7 separate regions of the Mus musculus genome follow, and regions 1, 3, 4, 5, 6 and 7 are each linked to region 2. A link is a contact called in public promoter capture Hi-C data. All regions are on one chromosome and are shown on one strand. The core of a region is the stretch at or near the end of the contact, and the rest is flanking DNA. Distances in the headings are between cores, read along the strand shown.

Region 1 (2,700 bases), core at 17-2,516, 1.5 Mb before region 2:
GAGCGCCTGGGGTTGAAGACCCCTGGCTCCCTGGCTCCTCCTTCCCTCCTGGTCTTCCATGAGGACAGCGAGGGAGAACCTTGGAAGCCTAAGTGAGCCCACAGAGACCTAACTCAGCTGTCAGCCACAGAGCACTACTGAGGGAGCCTAGAGTTCTGTGAATCCAGAAAGTTCCTGTGACCTCCATGGAGAAGGGAGTGTTCTGTTCTCTTTCAGCTGTGCATCCCGACCGCCCTGCATACAGACTGCAAACCCAGAGATGCTGCTCTTGACAAGGAAGGGGACACCAGGAAGCTGGGTGGCCCCACAGGGTCCAGGGAGAAGGGACTGGGAGGTTGGGGGATTGACGGGTCATCTGCTCACCCAGCCAGGACAGAGAAGACACCTCAACATCATTCCTTTATCCTTCCCCAGCCCGAATTTTAGAGGGAGGTAAACTGAGGCCAACATATCGGTGATCAGTGATGTGTAGCAGGGAGGGACCAGAAGGTGACAGTTGCAAGATTGACAGCCCAGCAAAGGGGGTCGCATGGAGGACACACTCGCCCTTCTTTGCCAGGCAGTGTCCGCAAGTGGGGTCCCCCATTAGAATGAGGGTGCTCCAGCATTCCCACACACTGTGGAGAAGCCACTCGCCACACACTCAAAGGGGCAGATATGACTTGCTTGTCTCTATCCCCTGCAGCAAGAAAACGGGTTCCCTCTATCTCCAAACCGGAGGACCGCTTCACTGCTACCGCATGCATCTAAAAGAGGCTCGCTGCATGCACACGCTGCCAGGATAAAGAGCCGCACCCACGCCCGCCTGCAGCTCCACCGTGTCACCCAAGGACCCTAAAATGGGCCGAGCGCTGCAAGCCCCGCATCCCCGGGTGGGGCGGTGCAGCCTCCCCGGCCGGAACGCTGATGCCCCCTCCCCCGCACACGCAATGGGAGAGCGCGTGAACCCCCGTGCCGCGCTTGAGAATGGATCAGCCCGGCAGGCCGCACCGCAGCGCGAAGCAGGCGGTCGAGACCACGCGCCACGGCGGGGGAGAGGGGCGAGCCCATCGCAACGACCAGGGGGATCGCATTACCTGCCGCCGCCCCACTCTCCGCAGACCAGGCCGCTTCCGCCGTCACGGCCCCCGCTTCGGCGCTCTCCGCCTCGTCCGGCACCTCTAGCTCCATGGCCGAACGCTCCGGCGGCGGCGGCGGGCCCGAGGATGCACCCGAGCTCGGCCGCCGCCGCTGAACAACAAGCGCCGCCTGCACTACAGGGCGGAGGGAGGGGGCGGGGCCCGGGCGGAGCCTGGCGTCGACGCGAAGCTCCTAACCAATTGGATATAAGGACTGGGCTTAGGGCGGCACACACTCAAGGGAGTTGCGAGCGCCCTCCGGCGTCCGGTGCAGGAAGAAACGTGTTCACGTGCGGTATGGGGGCGGAAGGCGGGGCCTCAGCAAAGTGAGGAACCTGACCAATTAGGTAGCAGGGGTGGAGCTAAAGTGAAGTACGACTCACCAGCGCCTCCAAGCGTCCATAGAGGGATGAACAGACCAGCTCAAACAAACCAGAGCGTCTGCAGGGGACCGAGATGGGGCGTGGTCTAGAGTCTACTACAGCCAATCGGATATCAAGGGGCAGAGCCTAGACATGAGGCTCAGGGGCACCCTAGGCGGACACTACACGGAGGCAGAGGCAAGCTAATCTAAGACTAGCCTGGTCTACATAGCAAGTTCCAGCCTAGCCAGGGCTACATAGGTGGGACCCTATCTTTGAAAAAACAAAACCCCAAAACTAAAACCAACAAAAAACCCACAACTGGGCAGTGGTGGCACACAGCTTTAATCCCAGCACTCTGGAGGCAGAGGCAGGTGCATCTCCAAGTTTGAGGCCAGCCTAGTCTACGAGATCCAAGAACTCAGAAATCCTCCTGCCTCTGCCTCCCCAGTGCTGGGTCTGAGTTATCCTCAGCTATATATTGATTTAAAGAGACCAACCTGGGCTATAGGAGTGTGGGCGTTAAAGAAATTTATTACATATATTAGAAGTGTATTTTACTACTGTCATTTTATCGCTTTACAACATAAGTTATCAATAAAAATAAGCATATGTCATATTGCAAAATAATAAGATGTATGTAATATATATTGTTTGTTGTGTTTTTGAGACAGACACTCCAGTCTGAGCTTCCTCCTTGCTAGGACAGGCGTGGACCATCCGTTAAGACAATTGCATCAGAAAGAGCGCTTTGGTGTGTGGTGTGGACAGAACTTGACTTAAGCCTGGGCTTCCAAAGTGTGGTCACTGGAGCCCAGTAACAGCACCTTCTGAAAGCGGGTTAGAAGCCTGAATCTGAAGTCTTCTTGCCGCAGGAACTAAGATGGGGTCACCAACTCCTCCAGCGATATGGACACCTGATAAAAGCTGAGATCTCTTTGGGCATCACAGGAAGGAACTAGGTCAGGAGTGCTCGAATTAAGAGGAAGCAAAGTTCAAAAAAAAAAAAAAAACCAAAAAACCAAAAATAAAGTCTGAAACTGGAAAGTCACAAGGGGTCAGGTGTACAGACAGGGAAGTCAATGCCAATAGAGTAGATAATGATCTTGGGTGTGGCTAAAAGGTGTGGTATGGCCTACAATTCCCCAGTGAGGGGGCTGGGGACGTAGTCAGGGGTGGAGTTCCCGCCTAGAATCCCATAGTAATGAGCTGGGCTGTGG
Region 2 (2,700 bases), core at 164-2,663:
GTGTTTGTGTGCATTTCATAGACGCTAGATGAATGTTGAACGAATAAGTAAATAAATACAGGAACTAACCTCAGAAACATTCTGGGCCTAGCCTAGAAGACGACGCAGGCTTCATTCACTCCTGAAGAGTCACACGGGGTGCCTGCGGGCTAGAGGATCCTCCTTCTACCAGAGAATGCATCCCTTCTTCATCCTTATCTCGGGTGTTTGTGGAACACCTGATGTGTATCGTCCAGACATGATACTCCCTTCTGCCCGGCACTGTTTTTACAGATTATCAGGTGTACATAAGTGTATGTAGGAGGGCTGTAGAGACCGCGTGAAAAGGCAACATTGCAGCCGAGACTCCGGAGTTTGGGGGACCAAGCACTTGGAGGCACAGGCAGTGCAGTGCAAGCAAATATCCACAGGCAAGCTTGTCTGGAAGGCTAAATGAGGGGAAGGAAGCTGGGAAATGAGGGCTTGATGGTTCGAAGAAGAGGAGGAGTCTCTTAGGCCCCGTCCCTCACTTTTTTTTTTTTTTTTTTTTTAGGGATAGCCCTAACAACTTAAGCCATTGGCAAGGCAACCAAGTCCCGCCCCTCAAGGACTCCAACTTCGCGACTGTACTTGGCTTTCCGAGGCCTCTACATCCAATCCCGTATGCCGGAGAAACTCAGCCCTGTCGACTACATCCCCGCTCTGGAGATAGTCACCCGCCTTCAGGCTTGCCCATCCTCGTTGCCAAGGAGACGGCCCCCGCAAGCTTGGAGCTCCGCCTCCAGGCTCACGCCAAATTCCTAGGCGGATTCCAGGATTGGTCCCGTCGCTGTCTCGTCACCATGGAAACCCGGCCCCGCCCTGCGCAGGCTCAGCCTGCGGACCCTAAAGCTTTCCAGTTGCCTACAGGTTATAACCTACCCCAGGTTGCCAAAGAGACATCCCGGGCCCCCACGAAGGCCCCGCCCTTTGGTCGCGGAGGCTTCCCCGAGGCCCTGTCCCACGCAGGTTGCCAAAAAGTCTTCTCCCCCACGTAGCCCCGCCGCTCGCTGGCCCCCCATCTCTGACTTCTTCTGCTTCCATGTCTGACTTCACCTCCTAAAGTCATCGCCAAGGCGACCCGCCTTCGCGCTGTCCCTGGACTTCCGCACTCTTCAAGCGTGACTCCGCCCTTCCACCCCCAAGTGCCAAGCCCTCTAGACTCCGCCCACACCAGATAGGCCACGCCCCCAAGATGCTCTGCAGTCTTGACCCTCACCTCCGTCCCGGTTACTAAGGAGACTAGGCTCCGCCGCTTCGCCCCCAGGCTCCGCCCCACACACTGGACCCAGGTCTCTGGCTTCCGGAAATACTTATTTTGTCCTAGTGCGGCCACCGTTCTCCACGAGTCAGCCCCCCGCAGCGCGTTGCCCGCGTTTCTCCGCGAGCCCCACGCCTGCCGTGCGTGCCGTGCGTGCCATGCGTGAGCGTGCGCGGGCGCGTCGGCCGGCGAGGGAGCAGCAAACGGCCGGCGGCAGGCGCCGCGCGGGGGGCGGGCGGCGCGGAGGCGGCGGTGGCCATGGCCGAGGCGTCGCCGCAGCCCGGACGGTACTTCTGCCACTGCTGCTCGGTAGAGATCGTGCCGCGCCTGCCGGTGAGACCTGGGCGGGAGGGCCGTGGAGCTGTGCGCGCGAAGCTGGCTAGAGGGGAAATTGAGACCCGGCGGGGTGCGAGCAGCGTGGCGGGCAGGTCCAAGAACCTAGGGCGGCGGCGGGGTCGCCCGAGGGACGCAGGCTTGGTCGGACCCGGTGGGGCTCGGAAGCTGAGCTCCGCGCTGGGGACGGCCGCCGAGCGCGTGGCCAGGACGCGGGGGCGCGCGGCGCGGCCTCGAGCGCCGCCCCGGGCCTCGCTGCTGCGCCCAGAGGAGCTGCGAATCCGACGGCGGAGCTGGAGGGTCTGGGAAGGTCGTACCTGCACCTCCTTGCCTGTTACAGGCCTTGTGCTAAGGCTTCAGTGTGGCTTTGACCAGTTGCATCCCCCGGTCCCCACCTGGTTGTCCCCTGGCCTCCTGCTTCTTCCTCGTAGCTTTGGACATATCTATCCTGAGGACCCTGCTTGGGTGTCCTGCATCTTTTCCGGTTCAAGGTGGTTTTGTCCAGGTGCATGCCAGGGATCCTGCAAGTTTCTTGAGAGTGACTTTGACTAGGCTGGTATCCCCAGGCCTCCTCTCCCAGGACAGAACCTCCCACCTTCCAGGCATCCCTTGTTTCATACCCAGGTTTGAGGCTCGCTCCTGGAAAGGTGATCGCTCAGTACTTGCAACCTACCGTGGCCTTTCCAGGCCAAGCGTGGAGCCTGCTCCTGCCCTTCGAGGTGGAAGCCTGGGTGGGTCCTTGAAGAAGTAGTAGCTAGTTTGGTGTAAGCCAATCTACCATTGCGGAGAAGGTGGTGGAGTAATTAGCCAGAGTCTGTCAGGGTGACGACGGGGTGGGTGGTAAGAGGTGCTGTAGTTCCTTCTGGTCTCTGCACTCTCCCTCTGGATGGTGACACCATGACATTCTTCAGGGCGATTAACTCCAAGAATTCAGGTGGTGGCATACACCTTTTATTTCAGCACTTGGGAGGCAGAGGCAGGCCGATGTCTGAGTTTGAGGCCAACTGTTAGTTCCAGGACAGACAGGAACCCTGTCTAGGAAGGGGGGCAGCTTGGAGAGAGTGGTATGTGGGGTGCCAGGTGAACCT
Region 3 (2,700 bases), core at 70-2,569, 1.4 Mb after region 2:
AGGATAAGGGAAATGGGGTCTAATTAATTGGCGGGGAACCCCCAAATTTCCAGGCGTCCCCAGGAGGACTCAGAAGGAAGGGGAGTCTAACCTGAGCCATCAAAACATCCTGGGTCTCAAGGGGACCTCCGGGACTGGGAAGGGGTCTAGGCTGAGGCTCAGAATGATTTCAGGAGGCTGAACGGAGGCAAATCCAGGCTGGGCCTAGGAATATTCCAGTTCTTGGGGGAGGCAACCCAGGAGGACTCCAGGGAACCATCGGGGGTCCAAGTACGGCCCAGGAACACCCCGAAGAACTTCAGGGGGACAAGGGGATCCAGGCTGGGCCCAGGAACACCGCAGTACCCCAGAAGGACTTCAGTGGGCTAAAAGAGGGGATTCAAGCTGGGCCCAGGAACACCCCAGTGGGACTCCGGAGGACCGCAGGCAGCTGAAAGGGAGTCGGACTGGGTCTAGGAACATCCCGCTGGCCAGGGAGGGTGGAGGCTGCTCCCGCGGGGCGCGCCTCGCGTCCCCTCCCCCGCTTGCTGTCCGTTGGCCGAGGCGGTCGCCGCTGCGCCGCGGGCCGCGACTCCTCCCCCGCGCGTCGGTCCGCGCGTGTCCCCGCGTCCCCGCGCCTGGCGTCCCGCGCCGGCGGAACTGTGGGATCGCCGCGCACAGGAAGTGGCGGCGGCGCCGAGGCGGAGGGCGGCGATGGGGGCCCGGGGCGGCGGGCGCCGCACTCGCTGAGGCCCCGACGCAGGGCCGGGCCGGGCCCAGGCCGCGCGCGCCCGACGCGAGAACCGCGACCAGCAGGTGGAGTGCAGGTGAGCCGCGCCGAGCCCGGCCGAGCCGCCGGAGGTCGTCCCCCGCCCGCGGTCGCCGGGCCCCGCCGCAGTGGCCGGCTGCGCTCCGCGGGGCGCGCGGCCTGGAGAGCGCGGCGCCTGGAGGCTCCGGGTCCCGCCCGGCCCCTGTGCGGCCTGCCCGGCCCGCCGGTGCTGTGCGGGGTGCGCGGCGGCCTGGGGATGCGGGCGATCGGGTAGAGATGGGGATGCGGGGCCCGACGAGAGGGCCTGGGCGGCCTTGGGGCCCCTCTCCGGGGGGAACCTTGCTCGGCTCCCGGCTCCTCGCTCTGGGGGAGCCCCCCATGCCTGATTTCGGGGCCCTGTGGGCTAGTTTCACTTTTTTGCTTGCTCAACGCGGAGGGAGGGCTGCAGGTGGGACGCCCTGGAGGAAGGTGCGAGGGCTCGGTTGTTGTTGTTTTTTTTTTTTCTTGACTTTGGCGTTTGAGACCAAAGGCCGACTGTGAATTTCCACGTTTCACTCAGGCGCTGGGGTCATTCAGTAACCAGAGCCTCTGGAGGAAAACACCTGTCCACGGTGGGCCTGGAGCCCCGGAGCAGTTGACCCCAGGTACCTACGACAGGAGGATTGTGAACACTTAAGCTGGGTGGAAAATATATTCAGGTTTCCTTTTTAACTTCGAGAGAAGTTTAGGGGCACAGGGAAATGATTTTAGAAATGGCCTTTCAAACCTAACTTTTTAAAGCAGTGTGGAAAGTCTTCTCTAAGAGAATACTTAAGAGACTGGGTTCTTCTTCCTGGGAAACGAGAAGGCTACTTGGATTTGAGACAGATTGGAATGACTCGTCCAGAGCCAAGATCTTGGATTCTGGGATTGGACACAGGGTGCCGGTTGGGGGTGCTGGGTTGGTGGCTGTTGGAACTGAGTGGAAGCAGCTCTTTCTGCTTCGATGACATTGGGAAATGGACTGTGCCCCTTTCAAAGGGGTCTCTGTGCACTTTGATCACTCCCTTACTGTCCCTTCCCCTTATTAGGTAAGCAGGACTCCTTCCAACTTTAGGATTTAGCCTATAAGATTGATTCCTAGTATCACACTCTGTGCTTTGTAATTACGTTGTTTCCAAAGGCAGTTACATGCAATGGCTTTGCCAGCCTCTCTTTGGTCTTGGTGGCATGTGCTCCTCAGCATGGCTATGTTCAGCAGGTGGATGTCAGCTGGATGTCTGACCTAACTCAGTCTGGACCTACTGGAGGCCTTGTGTGTGGCCCCCACCTGCTCTTATCTGTACAGCAGCAGGGCAGAAGGTCTAGGTCTTAGAAGTTGCCTGTGGAATTGGTGGGAAGTGGGTTAAATACAGTGTCTCCTAGGGAAGGAAGATGGGAGGGATGCTGGAAATGAAGGGAGGTCTCTGTCTCACCCTAAGCTGCTCCCAGATAACAGGCCCAGCACCTGGGAAGGACAGTGCCTGTGTGTTCTAGGGGACTGGGGAAACTGAACAGAAAGTAACTGATCTACTTCAGAAGTTACAAAAGGAGCATCTACTGCAGTAGAGGAGTTGTTTACTTCTTTTCTGGGGCATATAGCTGCGACTCTGTGCTAACAGACTCTGAAACACACTGGGGTCTGAGGAGCAAGGCTAGCCACTTGTCCTGGATTATGTCACAAATCTCCACAGCCAGAATTTAAATGAAGAGCAAAGGGACTCTGATTTCCTCCAGCCCAGTCAGGGTAGTAAAAATCTGTATACATCTGTCTCTGGCCCACTTGGAGGCAGGTAGGGCATAGTAAGATCTTTGTATAGTATGGGATGAGCAAAGATGGAAGTTTATTGTTGTTTCAGGAGTTAGAATGGCATCGTTAATCCAAGCTCACTCCTAACAAGTTGGTGCTGGTTAACTGGTCCAGCCTCTCAGAG
Region 4 (2,700 bases), core at 92-2,591, 1.5 Mb before region 2:
CTGTCAGCAGCGCCCTCCATGGACTCTGCATCAGCTCTGCCTCCAGGTTCCTGCCCTGTGTGAGCTCCTGTCATGGTGATCTGGAAGTGTGAGTCACGCAAATCCTTTCCTCCCAGCTTGCTGTTGACTGGAGCGTTTTCTTTTCTTTTTTTTTTTCTTTTCATCATTTGTATATTTGTGTGTGTTGTGCTACGGCAGTGGACTTGCCTGACTTACAGACCTGGAACTCTGGTCCCCACAGTGACCCTCTCACCAGCTCTTGGCCCGGGTGTGTTATCACTGCAACTGTAACCCTAACCAAGCCACTGAGTGAAGAGGACACTCGTCCCCAGCCGTCAGCCCCCAACTCCTCACACACAGCCAAGCGCCTTCTCTCCACTTGGCACGGACATTATTCATGTGGCCTTTTATTTAGAGACAACATCTCCTTTAGTTCTTCAGCCTGGCCTCATACTCACTGTAGCTCAGGCTAGCCCTGAACTTAGACACACACACACTGCCTCAGCTTCTCTCTTCAAAGATTGGATTGGAAGCCTGTGCCACTTGCCTGTGCTTTACTGACTTCCAAAGACCAGAGGCTCACTTTACCCTGCCTAGCTTAGCCCCCCATCCATTAGACACAGAACCCCAGACCCCATCCTCGTCTGGAGAGCCCCCCATCCATCAGGGACTGAACCCAAATTCATCCCTGTCTAGAGGGTAACCCATCTGTCAGACACCAGAACCCCCAATCCATACTCACCTGGAGGGTCCCCCATTCATCAGGGATTAGAACCCCCAATTCAGGCCCATCTGGAGGGTCCCCCATCCACTAGACATCAGAACCCCAGACTCCATCCCCGTCTCGAGGGTCCTCCATCCATCAGGAACCAGAACTCTGACTCCATCCCTGCCTGGAGGATTCCCCCATACATCAGACACCAAAAACTCCAATTCTATCCATCAGGGGCCAGAACACCCCACCCTATTCCCGCTTGGAAGGTTCCCCAAGGTCTCAGGTCCTCTCTGAGGTCAGTCCCCTCCCCCAACTCTGTCCTCCATCCTCGGTCCCCACCCTACCCATCCAGGTCGGTCCCTCCTAGGCTAGCCCTATCCCCACGGGGTCCCCGCCCCCACCCTGCCTGTCACTCCCCGGACTCCCCGCCCCGCCCTCCCGCGGACCCCAGGGGCCGTCGCCCCGCCTCGGGCCCGCCCCGCTCCCCGTGACTCACGACCGAGTCCCGCGGGGTTGGGGCGCCTCGCCGCCCACGGGGCTCGTTACCTGGACGACGGGTTGGTGCCCTGCGCGAGGCCGGAAGAGCTGCTAGCCGCCATGTCCACGTCCTCCCGGAGCCCACGGGAGTGACGTCAGGGCCTTGCCCCCGACGCACCGCCCCGTGCTCGTTCAAGCCCCGCCCCTGCTCGAACCTGCCATCCCTAGCCCCAGAGAGCCTCAGCCTGTCTCCGCCCACCGGCCAAGCCCCGCCCCCTACGGAGGACGCCTAACTCAGGTGCCTCTATGATGATGAAAGGACATCTTAGGGAAGTCGGTTCTAGACCCGGCCTGCCATCCGCCACGTGGAGTCCCAGGGATCAAGGATCAAACTCCAGTAGTTGGGCTTGGCGGCAAGCCCCATCACCTGCTGATGTACACTGCCACCTTCCTTATCTCTTCTTGGACGCAAGGCAGAGAGCTGGCTGATTCTTGAGAAAGCTTGAGAAATTCCAAGGCTGAGAGAGTGGGTGGGTGGCACGTGACCATCCTTGACCTGAGCATGTGTGGCCTCCAAGGCTTAAGGCTCTAGGTGTGTAGCCCACGTCTTTCTAGAAGGCAGGGGGACTGTGGCAGTTTCTCTTGAGTTACATGTGATCTTTTCCCCTATTATTTATTGCAAGCCCTGTGCCCTTGACTTTTGCCTCTGAGAGTCCAACTTCTGACGTGTTCTAGAAAGGTGCAAACTGATTTATCAGTGCTAAAGGAAACACACAAAATGGAGTAATAGCCCAGAAAATGCAAGGAAACCCAGACACCTATTCCAACATGGATGGATGGCCCTTGAGGACAGCATGTCAGCATGAGTCAGACACAAAAGGACACTCGGACCAGGATCTCACTTCCAGGAGGTTCCTGGAGTCCTCAGACTGACAGACACAGGAAGTAAGATATAAGAAGTAGGGAGGTGATGGGCATAGTGTGGGTAGATGGAAGGTTCTGAAAGTGGGTGGGAGTTATGGCCGCACCGACAGGTGAATGAGCCTCGTGCTCAGTGAGACAGTAGGCACGCATTTCCATGGTGGGAAATGCCTAGAACAAACCTGTTGTCAGGAAGAGAGAGCCTATGTGACCTATACTCACATGTACACTCGTATGAACGTAGGAGATCCGAGAGTACTGACAGTACAGGCAAAGGCCTTGTGGCAGGAAGGAACTTGATGTGCTCACAGGATGTGCAGAAAGAACCTTGGAGATCCACTACTATGTGGGGTCTTATATTAGTTACCAGGAAAGATAAGAAACTGAATGGAGGGGGGTTAAACCCCAAACATTTATTCTCTCACACTTTCAGGGACCAAAGTCTGGGCGATTAGTTCTTTATGGACACTGGGGACATCCTTCTCTGCTCTCTTTTACTTCTGGTAACGTCTGGAAATCAACTGCAGTTCTCAGCTGCTAAATCAAATTGTAGCTTAGTCTCCATTTTCCCCAGGACCCTTGCTTGC
Region 5 (2,700 bases), core at 87-2,586, 1.6 Mb after region 2:
TGGTGTCGCCAGGTTTCCTGTTCTGCAGAGCATTTCTCTGTGTAGCTTGGGGTAGAAAAGGAAACTGCTTCTTATGTGCCCAGGGACAGCCAGGCCCCTGGCCGCCCAGACAAGGACCCGCTTGTTTTGGTGCCATCTTGGGATCCCCATCTGCAGTACAAATACAGTTTTATGAAGCTTTACTGGTTTTGTCTGTGTGTGGTATGAATGTGGAACTGAGGGCCCAGGGAAGGGCAGGCAAGTAGTGCTGAACCATGCTTCAGCCATCACCATACATCTCATACATCTCATCCAGTTTAATTCTCATACCAGAAACTGGGCTCAGTTTGGAGTATTTTACAAGTCTGCTCCGTGGTAACCATGCCCACTCCACCCCTGTGGACAGCCAGATGCAAATTGCCTGACACTGCTCCACCCCTCCCCCCAACTACTGTCCCCTGAAACTGAATAATCCCTGACTCGCTGTAATGGTGTTGGGCCACCAAACCCACTTCTGTATGCTCCCTGGCTTCTGCATATACTGTGCATCCCAGGCCTAAATGTCTCCTAAATGTGAAAGGGTTCCCATCTTAAGATGGGAACACCCAGCAGCTAATTATCCCTAGGAGTTGAGAGAAGCCAGGTCACCTTTGACAGCCTTCACTGTGGCTAGGGAGAGGCAGTGAAACTCTGGGAGTTATCTGGTCATTACCCCGATGGACACCGGACTGTATGCAACTATAGCAATCACATTGATTCAAAATAGGAAATGGAAGGTACGATGCTCAGCTCAGCTCTTCACTGAATCGTGACTGGCAGAACTGTGGCCTGTGAGGAAGCTGCAGAGGTACCCAGAACACAATGGCAGGAGCAATTTACGATTGCACCGTGAGGGCGCGGGGCTTGCTCTGACCCCGTTATTTAAAATCAGTTTTTAGTCATTGCATAGACTGGAATTGCAATAGGTAGTCAAGGTGGCCTACACCAAGATGAGCGCCCTTCAAACATTAACTAGGCAGACCGGGCCGCTCAACAAGGTCGATCGCAGGAAGGTCCTAACCTGGCATACTTGCTTGCTTGCCCTCTCAAAACCGAGAAGAGGCGTGTCCCAGCTCGGTCGGTCATTGAGCTGGAGAAGTCCAGCCAACCGGTCTCTTAGGTGAGGGGGGGCGTGTCCTGAGATCTGTGGCCCCTCCCTCCCGCTAGTCCTCCAGGGAAAAAGGTGCTGGGTTTCCCGTACGCCGTCGGTCACTGCGCAGGCGCGGCCCCACCCACTGGCCCTCTCCAGAAAGGGGTTGTTACGCGCTCCTCCATTGGCCAGGCGCGACCCCGCCCCACGGCGCACGTTCTCCTGACACCACTGTGGCTGGCTGCCCTTCGTGATGGCTGCCGTCAGGGTTTTGGTGGCGCCAAGGCTGGCTTCTGCGCTCCTACCGCTCTCCAGATACCACCGGGCTCCCTCCCAGCGCGCAGCCCTTCACAGCTCCGCACCGCGGCCCGGGGCCAGGGTGGCGTTGGTGAGTGCAGAGCCAGACTCCCAGGCCGAGTGCCTTCCCTTGCTAGGTCCCCGCAGCCTGGGGTCGACCAGCTGTCCGCCCAAGGTCGGCTCTTGGTGGGGTTCAGCCTCCCCTCCCTCGGTAATTGCGTGTTGGGCCCTCGCCCTCGTCAGTGCCTCTCTTCCTGCAGGTGCTGTCGGGCTGTGGAGTCTATGACGGAACCGAGATCCATGAGGCCTCAGCGTAAGTCCTCAGAGTTTGTAAACACTCTCTTGGTTTAAAAGGCAGAAATGGCCAGAGGGTGACCAAGCGCAGTGGGTTCACATCGTGATAAGTCCAAAGCCAAAGTTAGCACAGCCAAGACACAAAAGATGCCACCCGGACCCTGGGTGAAGGCAGAATGCCTGGCAGCAAGCTGGGGTCTTGAACATACCCAAAATGCAACACCTGCGGAGTCAACAACCCTCGCTGCTCATCAGTCAGTAAAAGGATGCCTTGCCTACTTATTCTGGTTCTACCCTTACCTTGCAGAAGTCTGTAAGCGGCAGGAGCCGTGCCTTCGTAAAAGCAACTAGGTGTCCTATAAACTAGGAATTCCCCAGCACTTGGTGCCAGTCCATCTGTAAAATCGTCATGCTGTGAGGCCGGAGGACACATTTGGAAGTGATGTCTTTGTGGATTTTCTTCATATAGGATCCTGGTGCACCTGAGCCGAGGCGGGGCTGAGGTCCAGATCTTTGCTCCCGATGTCCCTCAGATGCACGTGATTGACCACACCAAGGGGGAGCCTTCTGAGAGGGAAAGCAGGTATGGGTAGGGAAAGGACCTTACAAGAGCCCTGTTCCCATGAGCAGCTCCTGTACTGTAGCCTTCCTGATTATGTGATCAAGTGTCTGTCCCTCAAAGCAACTGTCATCCGGCTGTTCTGGAAATACATGGCCATGGGCCAAATGTTTCTGACCTCCCCGTGACCGTTACAGGGGTAGCAGTAGCCTTTGGGTGTGAGGTGGTCATGCTCTGCTCTGGCTAGTCCCTGTGTGGTACTGTGTTCCCTTTATCTTGTTGCTTTGTTTTTGGCAGGGAGGGGTTGTTTGTTTTGTTTTGTTTTCCCAAAGTTTCTCTATGTAGAGAGACTGTCCTGGAACACACTCTGTAGACCAGGCTGGCTTTGAACTCTGATCCTCCTGCCTCTGCCTACTGAGTGCTGGGATAAGAGGCATACTCC
Region 6 (2,700 bases), core at 85-2,584, 1.6 Mb before region 2:
TGTGGGAAGGACACATCAAGACCTGTTCAATGCTGGCTGCTGCTGGGCACCATCCTAGGTGCTGAGGTACTTGCCTAGAATTCTAGCCTCACCGGCCTGTAAATCACATTGCTCCCCACATGAGCTAGGCTGTCCTTCATAGTAGAGCTACACAAGTCCCAGGGCCATAACAGACAATACAGCAAGAGAAATGAAGGTTAAAAGTGAGGGAGTAGTTCTTTTTTATGTAGTTTTTATTTTCTTTTAATTTTTGATTTTTTTCGAGACAGGGCTGGCTTCTCTGTGTAGCCCTGGCTGTCCTGGAACTCAGAGACCCTCCTGTCTCTGCTTTCTGAGTGCTTGTTTTATTTTAAATATGACATCTACAATGCTATCAGGTGGGAACTCCCTCTACAGCCAGGCTGGTTCTTATCTGTCTCCTAAGTGTTGGGGTTACTGGTGTGTACAGTGCCGTCAAGTCCTGCTGAGATGACAGGTAGAAGGGATGAGAAATGACAGACGAGAGGCCCAATAGATGGACTCTCTGACAGCCCAGGAACCACGAAAGAGGAATACCACCAGGTAGTATTTTGAGGACATGAGTTCGAATCCCCAGTACCCACAGTAAAAGATAGATGTGGCTGTTCGGGCTTGTATCTCCAGTGCTGTATGAACGGTGTCCTGATTAGGCTTTGGTCAACTTGTTAGAAGTACTGCCAGTTGAGAAGAAGGGCTGTCAACTGAGCAGAATTAACTATGAGGAAATGCAAAAAACCTTAACTGTGAGGCAATGGCTTGTAATCCCGAGCATTCCAGAGGCTGACGCAGGAGGCCAGCCCGGGACAAGACAATGTCTATGAATGCAGAGGTGGCGAGTGGAGTCATTCGGTCCCCTATGCTCATGGCCCGCGGTCCCCGGAAGTCTCCTTTGCCCCGGCGCAGCCCGGCATCTCGGATACTGCCCCGCCTGTCCCTCGGCTCCCAGGCCCGAGCAGCCCCCAGGACGCTCACCTGCGCCCTCGGCTGCGCCGCTTGCGTTCGCGCCGCCGCTCGTGTTCCCGTCGCCTTCGGCTGCTCCGCCCATGGCTCCGGCTCCGGCTCCGGCTCCGACTCCGACTCCGACTCCGACTCCGACTCCGGCTGCGGCTCCGGCCCCGGCTTCGACTCCGCTGCTTCCGACCCCTGCGACCCACAGACCGTGAGCGCGAGCGAGAGTCCCGACCCATTTGGCGGCCCGCGCCGCGCATGCGCGCGCGTAAACAACCAGGAAGCTTGGCGCCGGGGGCTTTCCTTTGGCGCGGCGCTCTAAGGACTGTCCAAAGTGCGCCTGATCACAGGGAATGACTTACTCCCTCTAACCGGGACTCCAGGGACAACATAACCCGAGATTTCTCCGGAGTTCTCAAGCTGGGAACACATAGTAGATTCCTAACGGGACGCCGTTAGAACTAGCGGATTGACGCTCCATTCATGCAGTGAAGGAGACTGACCTAGGTGGGCCCTCCCTCGCGCCCTAGGTGACCGGCGAGTAGCGTGCTTAGGGAGGCGGAGCTACGAGGCGGTTGTTCCAGGGCGGAAGAGGCGCCTAGTGGGCGGAGCCTGCACTTGCATGGGCAGTGCCCTAGGGGCGGAGCCTAGTAGAGGAGCTTATGGGGAAAGAATAGGGCTGGGTTAGGCGGGGCTTACGGAGATCGACAACTGTAGATCGGGAGACCCGGCCGGGGACCTGCGCTGGGCGTGGCCTGAGAAGGAACGCAAGAATGGCGGTTACGGGAGCCGGGGTGGGCGGGGTCTGGTAAACTAGATTGACAGGCGTAGACCAATGGGCGGAGGAGTGCATATCAGGATTTGAGAGGGTGGAAGAGGGGCTGATTGAGGCAAGATTGACATCTGTAACTACGAACTGTGAATGGGTACGGGCAGGATATGTAGTCGAGAGTGGCCGACTGAGGAGTGGGAGGAAGTAGAGCGGCGGTGGGCGGGACCTTGGGGGCGAGATGGACACATTGGATCTGAGGGCGGGGCCAATGAACCCAGAAACTGCGCTTAGGGGTCTTGCTGGGCTTGGAAAAGGACGTCAAAGGGGCGTGGCTAGAGTGGGCGGAACTTAAACCTGCAGGGCCCGGTGTACTTCTAAAAATTGAAACCCGGAGACCCAAGCGCTCGCGGGAGTCCTCGGTTTCTAGGGTAGCCTTGTAGCAACCGGTTCCGAGCTAATAAAACAACAGGACATGAACAGACAGTCTCTGGCTGACTCCAGGACGAGTCTGAGTACTACTACGCCCGCCAGCTTGCGTACTGCGCTCAACTTGTGGCTAATCTATGGATAGGGAAGTTTAGGCTTGGAGAAAGGAAGTCATCTGCGAATTGGGATTCATCATGTGGGATCCAGGGAGGGTTTAGAGCGGGGGAGACAAAACACGTGGTGCCCACCCTTCGCCTGCTCTCCCATCGCACGCACGCATAAGTCACCGGAGAGGAGCTGTTTCTTATTAGAGATTTATTACAGATCTCAAAAAGAGGGGCTGTGACAGGTGGGGCGGGGACCTGGACTGCATACATTTGCCGGCTGCGCTGGAGGGACAGGCCCCTCTGGTTGGTGCCAAGAGGACACTGTGCTTGGATTGTCAAACACCAGACCACATAGGCTGAGGACGAGGGATCCCAAGTCCTGATGAGTAAGACACACGAGGTTTGTAGTTTACAGAATGGATTCAACAA
Region 7 (2,700 bases), core at 151-2,650, 1.4 Mb before region 2:
GAGCTCAAGGTTCCTCTGTCTCCCGTATGGGTTACCGTGCTGATAGGGACACTCACAAGCCCCAGAGCCAGCAGTGGGGCCTCGTGGCTGACCCCTCAGCTCTATTGTCCCCAGATCCTGAAGAACTTGGCCTGTGGGACCTAGCAGAGCATAAGGTCCCCTGCCTGGCTGGATTTCCAGACTCCATACAGACACTGCTGTGCCTCAGTTGAGTTGAGTCCTAGGGATTCTGACCAAGGTCCCCACGCACTCGAGACAAACACTTTATCCACCGAACCAGATTCTCAGCTTTTCTTGTTGACTCTCCTGCCCCACACTTAACCCTAGGACTGTGACCTCACCAAAACCCACACACCCCAAGTCCTAATAACCACACCCAGAGACTGAGGTGATAGTGGTGGTTTGCTCAGGACCTGGAGATGGGTGACAGGCAGCCCTCCCCACCCTGTGCTGTCCTATCCCTGCACTGACACCTGTCACAGACATCAGCCAGCGCTCAGCGGAACACTCAGTCAGCACTTAGACCCCAGGGCCCCACCTGGTCCAACACTGTCACCTGCAAAGGTCACTGCTCTCCAGACCTCAGGTCTCCAAGGGCCAGGGAAGAGATGGGCATCCTGGACACTAAGTGGAAGATCAGCCAAAGCCAGAGGGGAGGGGCTGACAGGAGCCAGAAGTCACTAGTGGTGGGTGTCCCCAGGTCATCCACCCTACCCCCACACACCACCATGCACCCGGTGACTGCAAGTTGTCTGGAAAGGAACTTCTCATCTCCTCGTCTCTCCAGCCATCAGGAGTAGGTCTGCAGTAATGGGTCACAGGTGGAATTTGGGGACACACCTTGGGTTTATGCATGTGGGACAGCCACAAAATCCCTTTAGCCAGGAGTTGTGGTGCGTGTCTTTGATCCCAGCGCTCAGGAGGCAGAGAGAAGAGGATTTCCCTGAGTCCAGGGCCAGCCTGGACATATCAAGTTCCAGGACAGGCAGGGCTACAGAGACCCTACCTCAAAAAAAAAAAAAAAATGGCTTTGGCTTTGAACTACAGAGAAGTTCAGGGAGCTGCATACCCAGAGGAGAACTGAGTTTGGGGACACAGAGAGTCCCCTCTTTGATCCCCCAGCTCTTCACCACCCACACCAAGACACACATGCATTCTTGGGGGTCACTTGGGTAGGATGGGATGTCCCTGGCTCTGCACCCTTTAGATGACAGCTCCTCCTGCCCGCTGTCCCACAAGCCTTCGGGACCAGCAGGGTCTGTGTTTCACTCATCCTTCGTTTTAACACAATTCTTTGACTTTTGGGGTCATTTCTGCCGCAGGAAGCCTGGGTGAGGGCCAAGGAGGGGAGATGGTTGGCGTACTTACTTTTGTTTAAGATCTCAGGGGTTGAAGGAGCCGCTTGGGGTTGGCGTGCTCGGCTTTATAGACACGACGCCGGCTCCCCGCCAGGTTATTAATAGCGAGGGAGCTGCTTGCCCTAGTATGGTCAAGAGCTGAGCGACCGCGAACGTGGCTAGGCCCGGTCTGCTACGTGCACCTGTTCCAGGCTGTGACGGGGGTGGGGGGTTGGGTCGGGTGGAGGTGGGGGCGGGATGGCGCACAGCAGTGCCCTCTGACCTACAAGAGGCTAAACCCGAGGGAGCTTGTGGGGAGGTACGAACTAGACCACAAACACAGATCAAGGATACATAGTGAAAGCCTGTCTCAAAAACGTATAAATGCGTCAATTAACTGATTAAGACTCAACTCAGGGGGCCTTGCTACTAAGCCCCAGACGTCTGACAAGGCTCATAACTTGGGGTGTCTGGTTACCAGCTTTGGAGACACAAGAACTCATTGGCCCCTGGAGTTTAAAGCGGGTTGAGAAGCCACAGGGGTTTGTCAGCTGTGTCGGCCCTATCAGCTGTCGTCAGCGTTACCTGAAGCCACGAGCCCGTCCTCACTAACCGGGTGAAGCCCTGATACGGAAACAGAAACCTGGTGCACACACCCGGAGCCGGCATTCTCCGGTCCCCCATTCCAGCTTGAACCTATCTGTTCTATATCATTCCTCTTCTGCCTACAGCTCAGCCCCACCTTCGTTCAATTTAGCTAACAGACCAATCTTCCCAAATAACGCTCCATTTCTGGGTCCCGAGGATGCTCTATTACACGTTCATATTTTTGTAAAATGTGGGCTTATCGGGAAAGCTCGTGAAGGGGCCTATGGCAACAGCTTTAAAAAAATTATTTATTTTATGTATATGAGTACACTGTAGCTGTCTTCAGACACACCAGAAGAGGGCATCAGATCCCATTATAAATGGTTGTGAGCCACCATGTGGTTGCTGGGAATTGAACTCAGGACCCCTGGAAGAGCAGTCAGTGCTCTTAACAGCTGAGCCATCTCTCCAGTCACTTTTTTTTTTTTGAGATGGGTTTTTAGGTGTAGTCCTGGAACTCACTCTGTAGACCAGGATGACCTTGAATTCACAAATCCGGATCCCCAGGCCTTTGCCATCCCACATGGCTTCTCTATGAGCTTGTGTCTGTGCATCATGTGCACGCCCCATGCCCATAGACAGCGGAAGGTGTTGGATCCCAGAATCTTGACCTACAGGTGGTTAAGCTGCCATAGGGTGTGGGACTCAGAGAGGGCAGCCAGCATTCAGACTTTGGAACCTGGCCTGGCTCTCTCCTGCCGCCTCACAGTGGCTG

Evidence for each region. Promoter capture Hi-C pulls out the DNA fragments that hold promoters and counts their contacts.
Region 1: a promoter capture Hi-C map of pre-B cells shows a contact between it and region 2, with 4 times the contacts expected there. The contact joins the promoter of Pip5k1c here to the promoter of Rnf126 in region 2. A contact is called at or near these places in 4 of 39 promoter capture datasets (hippocampal neurons, liver and pre-B cells) and 4 of 115 datasets of contacts at active chromatin or transcription factors (astrocytes, bone marrow-derived dendritic cells, embryonic stem cells and 1 more).
Region 3: a contact with region 2 is called in a promoter capture Hi-C map of cranial neural crest. The contact joins the promoter of Agpat3 here to the promoter of Rnf126 in region 2. A contact is called at or near these places in 2 of 39 promoter capture datasets (cranial neural crest and embryonic stem cells).
Region 4: a contact with region 2 is called in a promoter capture Hi-C map of liver, with 4 times the contacts expected there. The contact joins the promoter of Zfr2 here to the promoter of Rnf126 in region 2. A contact is called at or near these places in 3 of 39 promoter capture datasets (hippocampal neurons, liver and neutrophils), 1 of 484 Hi-C or Micro-C datasets (brain) and 1 of 115 datasets of contacts at active chromatin or transcription factors (stem cell-derived neural progenitor cells).
Region 5: a promoter capture Hi-C map of liver shows a contact between it and region 2, with 3 times the contacts expected there. The contact joins the promoter of Gatd3a here to the promoter of Rnf126 in region 2. A contact is called at or near these places in 5 of 39 promoter capture datasets (cranial neural crest, hippocampal neurons, liver and 1 more) and 2 of 115 datasets of contacts at active chromatin or transcription factors (astrocytes and pancreatic cancer cells).
Region 6: a contact with region 2 is called in a promoter capture Hi-C map of liver, with 7 times the contacts expected there. The contact joins the promoter of Cactin here to the promoter of Rnf126 in region 2. A contact is called at or near these places in 5 of 39 promoter capture datasets (the C10 cell line, hippocampal neurons, liver and 1 more) and 1 of 484 Hi-C or Micro-C datasets (CD4 T cells).
Region 7: a promoter capture Hi-C map of hippocampal neurons shows a contact between it and region 2, with 5 times the contacts expected there. The contact joins the promoter of Atcayos here to the promoter of Rnf126 in region 2. A contact is called at or near these places in 2 of 39 promoter capture datasets (hippocampal neurons and liver).

What each region holds. Positions count from the first base shown.
Region 1 is chr10:81,291,529-81,294,228 of GRCm38.p6, reverse strand. Pip5k1c (phosphatidylinositol-4-phosphate 5-kinase, type 1 gamma) reads right to left here and starts at 1,266. Exons shown (of 18, transcript NM_008844.3): 1 at 1,077-1,266. The coding sequence starts at 1,170. It also overlaps a transcript of Tjp3 not described here.
Region 2 is chr10:79,765,665-79,768,364 of GRCm38.p6, reverse strand. It overlaps Rnf126 (ring finger protein 126), which reads left to right and starts at 1,413. Exons shown (of 9, transcript NM_144528.3): 1 at 1,413-1,612. The coding sequence starts at 1,538.
Region 3 is chr10:78,350,319-78,353,018 of GRCm38.p6, reverse strand. Agpat3 (1-acylglycerol-3-phosphate O-acyltransferase 3) reads left to right here and starts at 1,319. Exons shown (of 10, transcript NM_053014.3): 1 at 1,319-1,392. Gm40709 (a long non-coding RNA gene) reads right to left here and starts at 536. Exons shown (of 3, transcript XR_871856.3): 1 at 92-536.
Region 4 is chr10:81,231,804-81,234,503 of GRCm38.p6, reverse strand. Zfr2 (zinc finger RNA binding protein 2) reads right to left here and starts at 1,341. Exons shown (of 18, transcript NM_001034895.3): 1 at 1,262-1,341. The coding sequence starts at 1,314.
Region 5 is chr10:78,168,391-78,171,090 of GRCm38.p6, reverse strand. It overlaps Gatd3a (glutamine amidotransferase like class 1 domain containing 3A), which reads left to right and starts at 1,336. Exons shown (of 7, transcript NM_138601.3): 1 at 1,336-1,496; 2 at 1,666-1,718; 3 at 2,169-2,282. The coding sequence starts at 1,362. Pwp2 (PWP2 periodic tryptophan protein homolog (yeast)) reads left to right here. Exons shown (of 21, transcript NM_029546.2): 21 at 1-181.
Region 6 is chr10:81,319,737-81,322,436 of GRCm38.p6, reverse strand. Cactin (cactin, spliceosome C complex subunit) reads right to left here and starts at 1,334. Exons shown (of 9, transcript NM_027381.2): 1 at 991-1,334. The coding sequence starts at 1,226. Pip5k1c (phosphatidylinositol-4-phosphate 5-kinase, type 1 gamma) reads right to left here. Exons shown (of 18, transcript NM_008844.3): 18 at 2,463-2,700.
Region 7 is chr10:81,193,391-81,196,090 of GRCm38.p6, reverse strand. It overlaps Atcayos (ataxia, cerebellar, Cayman type, opposite strand), which reads right to left and starts at 1,400. Exons shown (of 3, transcript NR_015477.1): 1 at 1,369-1,400.